Regions from separate parts of the Triticum aestivum genome. Here all the other regions are linked to region 2. The links are chromatin contacts, called in public Hi-C maps. All regions are on one chromosome and are shown on one strand. The core of a region is the stretch at or near the end of the contact, and the rest is flanking DNA. Distances in the headings are between cores, read along the strand shown.

Evidence for each region. A called contact is a pair of places that touch in the nucleus more often than the background predicts.
Region 1: a contact with region 2 is called in a Hi-C map of leaf, with 3 times the contacts expected there. The contact joins the enhancer-like site here to the promoter of LOC123052575 in region 2. A contact is called at or near these places in 2 of 5 Hi-C or Micro-C datasets (both in leaf).
Region 3: a Hi-C map of leaf shows a contact between it and region 2, with 4 times the contacts expected there. The contact joins the promoter of LOC123052574 here to the promoter of LOC123052575 in region 2. A contact is called at or near these places in 3 of 5 Hi-C or Micro-C datasets (all in leaf).

Annotation. Positions count from the first base shown.
Region 1 is chr2D:205,675,423-205,678,122 of IWGSC CS RefSeq v2.1, forward strand. No RefSeq gene overlaps it. Among protein-coding and RNA genes, the nearest start is that of LOC123052574, 68 kb to the left of the region's middle. Within about 2 kb of position 1,374, at least 4 of the 8 cell types and tissues checked have an H3K27ac peak or open chromatin away from gene starts, as enhancers often do. A contact at or near this core is called in leaf, where this site is marked.
Region 2 is chr2D:206,283,777-206,286,476 of IWGSC CS RefSeq v2.1, forward strand. LOC123052575 (mitotic checkpoint serine/threonine-protein kinase BUB1) reads right to left here and starts at 1,259. Exons shown (of 14, transcript XM_044475821.1): 1 at 988-1,259; 2 at 195-354; 3 at 1-99. The coding sequence starts at 1,109. LOC123052577 (SH3 domain-containing protein 3) reads left to right here and starts at 1,380. Exons shown (of 10, transcript XM_044475823.1): 1 at 1,380-1,571. The coding sequence starts at 1,512.
Region 3 is chr2D:205,607,298-205,609,997 of IWGSC CS RefSeq v2.1, forward strand. It overlaps LOC123052574 (dof zinc finger protein DOF5.8), which reads right to left and starts at 1,258. Exons shown (of 1, transcript XM_044475820.1): 1 at 1-1,258. The coding sequence starts at 918.

The DNA of each region.
Region 1 (2,700 bases), core at 124-2,623, 610 kb before region 2:
ACAGCAGCCTCCATCTCCTCATCATCGGATGAGGAATCGTCGGAGTCGCACAAAAATTGTGGAAAAAGAACTCGTCGGCGGAGTCCATTTGTACCTTGAGGCAAACTGTTGAACATCTTGCGGGCGTCAACGAAGAAGCTTGCCGGCGAAGAGAAGCGCGCCTCCCCCGGACCAGGTGGCTGGCCTGGCGGCGTCCGACGAGTGTGGCGCCGTTCGACGAGTGTGGCGGCGTCAGGCCAGCTGCGCATCGACGAAGGAGCTGGCCGGGGCCGCAGGAGCGGTTTCGTGCTCTCGGGCGACGTCGGAGTGGGGGTGGGAAGCTGCGGTGGTGGTGGTGACGTGGGAGGTGGCGATGTGGGGGAAGGTGTGGAGGCACGGACTGCTGGCAGAGGCACCGGAACTGTGGGGCGGCGACGACGTGGCGGGGCAGGCGAGGGCTTGCTGTCAATAGGGATGGAAGAGGAAGGCCAATGTGCCACCGACAAGCGGGCCAGGCGGAGGAGTAGGCGTGCATCGTGTGCGTCCACTTTGTGTCGGCGCCGACGCAAATCAGACTCAAAATTGTGTCGAAAATGGGTCGACAGGCGGACGAAAAGCTGACGCGCGATCGTTTGGTTCGGCGCGTTGGACCGGTTTTTTTGTCCGCGGTGACCCAAACGGACACGCGCGGGCGAAATGGATCGGCGCGTTGGAGTTGCTCTTACTGGTCCCATAGATTATCGTACGCCGACAGTCTTCGGTTCAAAAAAAATTTACAATACATTTGAGTGGACAATGAAGGCAAAATTGTTTTTGAGGTGCTAAATATCTTGCTACTCTCTCGCAAAAAAAAAACTTGCTACTAACTGGCACGAACGTACGTGCTCCGGCCGATCCACATTCAAGGACGTGAATGAGTCACATACACAAGCACAGTGACGCGCGTACGTACGGTGATGCATGCGCGCGTGGCACACAATCCTGGTTACTGGTGACAGGGCAGGCAGCGCGCGACCAACCGACCGCACATTGGCGATGAGTGGACCAGCCAGCCGGCCGGCCGGCCTAGCTACGACGCTGTAGCTCCACTGCTAGCCAGCACGCGCGGCTCTGCGCTGCTCTGGTGTGCCCAAAAGTTTTCCCACGAATGTACTCCCCCGGTAATTGTGCATTTGTGCGTGCGTAGTTTCATTCTGCCGCGGCGTACCTACGTGGCCGGATTGATTGGTCATAAGACAGTCCATGTGTTATTATATTATTATTACTGGAGGCATCGAGTACGGCACGGCACGGCAGATGGAGACATGACGGGGCATGTATATACTGGCTCGTGTCGTGCGTGTCTCTTTGCTCGGAAGGAACGGATCCGTGGTGGAGCGGGACGCGACTCCATCGGGGGGCCGGGTCGGAGACGAGGAAATTCCGGAGATGGCAACGGGCGGAGGTCCGGCCAAGGATGGAGCGGAGAGGAGACGCATGGTGGACTGGACTGGGGTTGTCGGTCAAAACCCGCGTGGAGATGCTTTTGAGTGGTCTCCACGCGCCACCCACCTCCACTAGCGCGCGTCCGTTTCCCACGCAGCGCGCACTTGCCCGGGCCGCGCCGCGCCGCGCCTGTAGAATTCGATTTCATTTCCATTTCCCTCTCTCTCACTCTCCCTGGCAAGGAGAAAGAAAGAGAGACGGAACTTGCTTGGGCTCTGCCCCTTTAAATACTACGCCAAAGGCGTATCTACGTGGGACACGTACGTACGTACGAATGGACGGATGGACGAAACTTGGTTCGTTGGCCGGGCCCGCCAGTGGAAACGACAAAGCAAAATATATTCTCAGATGGACAGCGCGACGACAATGATCTCAGTCTCTCCAACTTGCTACAGATCCGACTATTCTACTATATATACTCTGTCCACATCCATCCATTCTTTGCTTCCATCCCTTTCCATTCCATTCCAAATAGTATTCCATCTCCATTCAAAATATTCGGGCGGCGACACACATACACATGCTCTCACGCTCCATCATCGATCATACTAGTATCTCATCGGCCATAGACCATAGCCACACATGCCAGCCACGACACCATCGATAGCTACGTACACAGGCTAGCTAGTTATTATTAATCCGCTTGATTAGTCACTTGTCTATATCAATTAGCATCGCGTGACACCAATACTTGTCGCCATGTGACTACCTATACCTAACCTATGGTGCCGTTACGTGGTATCACGTGCTTGTGCTTATGCTTATGTATGTACTCCCTCCGTTTCTAAATATAAGTCTTCGGATAGACTTTACTGTGGACTACATCCGTATGTGGTTCATAGTAGAATCTCTCCAAAGTCTTATATTTAGGAACGAAGAGTGTATATGTATATGTGCACCATGCATGCACCCTATTCCCAACTGCTACGTGTAATAGTACTACGTCTGGCCACTGTTCTTACGGCACAACAGTTTCGAGTACGCATGCAGTGGGCGAGCGCACCCCGACCTGATTTACAATGTACCTTTACACTGCCTACACTAGTTTTGAGTAGGTACTCCCTCCGTTTCAGTTTACAAGTCCTACGCGTATATCTAGGTTACCAATTTTATCATCCTAATATAAACTATATAACACAAAATTATATCTTTTGAAAGTAGAAACTCCGAAGTTTATGTTGGTATATTTTTTGTAATATATATGACTTGTATTAGGTTGGTCAAATTGACGACCTA
Region 2 (2,700 bases), core at 9-2,508:
AAACAGTGCATATGATTCATAGAGCAGTGCATCCTCTAAGAACATTCTCTTCTCCTCCAAATGTGCATACACCTTGTCAAAATCAGAAACTGCATCCCCCTAAAATAGCAAAATCTCAGGAAATTAAGGAATGAGGATAAAAAAAAAGCAGAAAGATAACATCAGCATTGGCATTTTAAAAGCAATTAAGTTACATAGAGGATCCAGATCTTCAGGAGCCGGGGGTCAGTGGAGTACTGATAATCGTCCCCATACTTATCAATGCATTCTGTGACATAAATCTTGAGCTGTTCAAGTGCTGCGTGATAACATTCTGGGTGTGCCCTGATCTCATCAATGGCCTTCTTGATAGACCTGAATATGAACACATAATCGGAGATAAGAAAATAGCACACAGATGGTAGATCATAGAGGCGTCCACGTCACCAGATAAAACACATGACATTTATATGCACAAAATTTGATACTGAACTATGACTGAAGCATATGCACATCAGCTGCATGAATACCAATTGTAAGTTAAGAAATCCATATACTCAAATTGCCCAGAAATTGAACTCCGAAACATAGCTCATACACATAGAAATGAGTTCATAAGTACGAATGGCGGTGATAATCATACTAGTATATGCTTAAACCTTTACGCACTCAAATACATTTGATGCCAGAATCAAGGTATCTCGACTCAATCGCATATTTACAGATTAGCGAATATATGTAGAATCACAAAGGTGAGGTGGCGCAAGCTAAATTAGATGCGTCCGCCATATTATGCACCTAAGCAATGCATAAGCCGGGAGGTTCATCCTTTCTTTTCCACGTATATAAGATAAGAAAGAAAAAAGCACCTGAGCAGTTAGGTGGCGCAACGGAAGCGCGTCTCCATGCGCAAACCGAGGCGAAACCTCGGATACACGCACGCACACAGCTGAGGTGAAATCGCGCGAAGATGTAAGCAGGTAGAGAGGTAGATCTCGAGGGCGCTACCTGAGGTAGGGGAGGATGGGGTCGGACGGCGGCGACGCCTCCCGCGAAGCCCTAGGAGTGGATCTCTGGAGCGGACTGAAGGGGGCCGCCCCCGCGCACGGCGTGCGCTCGATCAGAACCATCCCCGGCGGCGGAACTGAATGGGGAATGGGGAGAGCGACACAGCGTAGCGGCGGAAGAAGGAGAATGGGGAAGATTTTGTTTGAATTCTGAGAGCGCACAACTTTTTTTTTTCTTTGATTCGAGGGAATTGAGAGCGCACAACTTTTTTTTTGAGAGCGCACAACTGAACTGAACGCACGCGGGGCTCGCTGCTGGGCCGAAATGGGCAGACGTGGGCCGAGCCCGTTCTTGCAGCCTTTGATGAACGGCCGTGATTTCGTCGCAGCGCTGTTCCTTTCTTTCAGCGTGTAGGGACCACCGCCCACCGGTGTGCTTGAGCGTGCGCATCTCAGCGAGAGAGAGAGAGAGAGAGAGAGAGAGGACGAGGAGGAGGAGCCGGGGAGCAGGCGAGCAGAGCAGAGATGGAGGCGTTCAGGAAGCAGGCGAACAAGTTCAAGGAGCAGGTCGCCAAGCAGCAGCAGGTGAGCACCATCCGAGATCTCATGATTTCTTCCTCGCGGCATAGTCGTTGGTCGAGGGGCGAGATTTCGCCTTGGCATGATTTGATGCGTTGTGCGTGTGGAGGCCGCCAATGAATGAGCGAGATCGCCTGCGAACCTCGGATCTGCTATCGAAATTGCTACGCTATTGACTTAGGCTACAGACTGTTGAACTGCTACTGATTTAGACTACAGACTGTTTAATCTTATCCTAAACTGCGACCGATTTGGACTGCACTGTTCACACCCTAGTGTGAAGCTACGCTGCTGGTCTTTTGTGCTAGGGGGAGCTTGTTTGCCTGCTCTTATTTAGCTTATGTAATACTCCGTATTTGCTTGTAACACCGTTCTTTGCTCATGTTTACAACAGTGTCAGGATTGGTATATATGGAAATAAATGGATTCGTACTACAGTTTAATGGAAGAGGAAGTTCTTTATTACTTGCTTCAGGAAAAGTTTTTATTTTTAATGGAAGTACAGAAAGGCAAAAATTACAATTTAGGTTCTATTTATCAGAGCATATGTGTACTTTGTGAAACCCCATTGACCATTGCGCTAGAGATGGGCAATGTATATGCATATTCCATAAATGTATGTGCAGAATCCTCTAACTAAATTTGTGTAGCCCTTTTTAGGAAAGGGGCCAATTCAGTGGTCTGTTCCTTTTTCATGCACTCCTAGGTTAGTTATTCTAGTGTCTACCATGCCATCAATGCAAATGTTCTTATTCCAGCATTCCATTATATATGCGAATTACTACTAAGTTTTTCTTTTATATTGCTCTTGACATGCGTGGAGTTTCCATGTAAACCCCGTTATTAATTATCTATAAGAAGCGTAAAGCTACGCATTGCTACTAATTTCTGTATGAAAAAAGGGCTAAATTTGAGATCACTTTTGTAGCATAACCATATTAGCATTCAAAATTTGTTTTTGTGGTCTAAACATGCTCCTAAACTCCATTTCTGCAATGACATTCCACGATGTGAGCACGTGTCATTACTTCTTTTGTGTATACCTTCTAATTGAGGCAGCAACCGTCTTTGTGCAAATATAATACCCGAAAACTTAAATTTGAAAGAGTTTATCATTTGTAGGATGATGGTGTTG
Region 3 (2,700 bases), core at 8-2,507, 680 kb before region 2:
GGCGGCGGCCATGAGCGCGTCCGAGGCCATGATGTTAGCCTCGACGTTAGACGACGACGACGTTGGATGTTGATCCCAGCTCTGCTGATCCCCATCGGTCGCCTTCTTCTGGTGATGGTGGTGGTGCTCGCCGGCGGTGGCCTCGGCCTTCACATGCAGCTCCTCCAGTCCCGGCACGATGGAGCCGGACAGCAGCGGCGCGTAGAAGCCGTCAAAGAGACCGCCAGCTCCGTCTTGAAGGTGCTGCTGCCAGGGCTTGATGTGGATCTGCGAGCCGTTGGCGTCGCCGGCGCCGTAGCCGAGCCCCAGCAGCTGATCCACCTGGGTCTGGTGCTGCTGGTGCATCTCGTAGGCGGTGGCGTCCGAGACGACCGACTGCATGGCGTGGAAGAGGCCGAGGTGGTCGCCGCCCGAGGCGCCGCTCCCGAGCAGCAGCGAGGCCAGGGAGCTGCTCCCGTGGCCGTGGAGGCCCAGCGCCGAGGAGAGGGAGCCCGGCGGCGGGAGCGACATGGAGGTAGACGACGCGATGCCGCCGGCAGCGGCGTTGGAGGAGGCGACGACAGCGCAGGAGCCCGGCCTTCCCCCTGATCCGTTGCTGCTCCTGGAGCGCTTGTTCTTGCGGCAGCCTCCGCCGACGGGGACGTTGCGGAGCGTGCCCCCGCGCGTCCAGTAGCGCTTGCAGGCCTTGCAGAAGTGGCGCGGCTGCGACAGCGAGTAGTTGTTGTAGTAGCAGAACTTGGTGTTGGCCGAGTCGCAGCGTGGGCAACGCAGCGCCTCCGCCCGCGGGTCCGCCACGGGACCGCCCCCAGCGCCACCGCCACCGGCTCCGGCCGACGAAGAGCTGCTCCTCCCCGCGCCAGCAGCGGCGGCTGGCTGCACCACCGCAGCCGCAGCAGTCCCCCCGCCCGCGCCAGCCATGAATTGATCTCCTCCTCCGCCCGCACCCCCGTACGTACGTCTACAGATCAAGACGCGCAAAGGCGGCTGCTAGAGACGAAGCACGCACGCAGGAAAGACTGATCGATCGACGGACGGAGGTGGGAATGGAATGGGATGGGGAGGAGAGGGGGAGGGGGCCGGGGTGGGTGGGGTTTTCAGCTGCGAGGTTCGCTGACAAGGGCTACACAACAAAATGGGCGTGCAGGTATTATTGCGAGCTGATGGTGATACTACCACACTTCCTTCCTTCCTTCCTTCCTTCCTTGCAGCTCCGCGAACAGCGACGACAAGGCAAGATTAGTAGCTAGAGAGGGAAGCGGTCGCACGCAGCCTACCTCAGCTTATATAGCAGCCCAGCGCGGGCCACGAGCGCCGCGTCTGCATGCTACCTGCTAGCTCCCGCGCACATACTACAGTCTTACTAGATCAGATCCATGGTTAATTAATTAATTTTTTAAGTTTCCAACAAAATATATTAGAAGATGGTTAGGTTTCGAAAGGGAAAAAATACTGATGATGTTTGCGTTGCTGAATTTGCGTGTGTTATGTATTATTGCATGTGGTGCCATATCTGAGTTTTTTACTTTTTGAACACATCTGAGCTTTGTATTGTAAAAGCCGTTTTAGTGTGTAAGTGGGGTGGGTATTGTATGTGTACGTGTATGAGTATGGTGTATAGGCTATGTGTGGGAGTTGTTGTTGTTGTCATTCTGATTGATGCTATTGCCTTTGAATTGACTGGGGCACTGTCTATTTGTATATGTGCTGCACTTTGCCTAGTTTTTGGGCGGACTTCTTTCATCTTTTCGAAATAGGGCTGAAAGCACAGGCATTTGCATTGATCAATGCACATGATCCTTAATTAATTATTGCAAAATTTACACTATATATAATGTCTAAATAGAAAAACAAAAGTCCAAGAGGGCAAAGACTAGGCGGGTTATATTACAACCGCCCATAAACAAGAAATATGAAGCCTCATGCGTCACATATCCTATTATTAGGCCGCCCTCCAAATCTGTTGAACAGATTCCTAGCGACTATCTCTCATAGGTTTCGCCTACAGACCGTGGAAGCCCAACCCCTCTCCCGCCAGAGATAGGATCCAGTAAGTTGCTATGTAGATGACGAGCAAAAATGGATAGCGTTCGTCATGCCAAAAGCATTACCACGCGACAATTCCATATTGCCCAAAATAAAGCACAAAATCCCGCACGGATTTGAACTTTAGACATAGGATGCACCCTATTCAATCGAAAATCGCAGGGACATGCAAGTGCGGGGCACGTACCTACCCAGTCGTGCCCGGCTGTTCGATTGCTTTAAATTTGTAAACTTGATTAATCTTAAGGCTTTGATTACTGTACAACGGGGTCTATCCATGCATACTCTTCGCAGCTTTTGCAAGAGTTGCATACGCCATCCATTCCATCTGCCATGCCTTTTTTTTCAGTTCACCTTTTAATTTTAATCTACTTTATAGTTTGAACGTAAAGTCTAAAATTAAGTTTTGTTTACATATTTGTTTTCATCGCGACAAAAACTTTCAAACAAGACCAGTCTTGAATTTGTTTGACAACTTAAAAAAAAATCCAAGTTTCAAATATTGAAATTTGATAGTCGTAAGTCGTAACATTAAGTTTTACCAAGTTTACGAAGTTACATATGATCTTAGGGTTCTGGTTTTAGGGCTTAGGGTTTAAGTTTTAGTTTTTGAAACTTACTAAATTTATCATCATTCCTATCAAGTTTAGTAGTTGA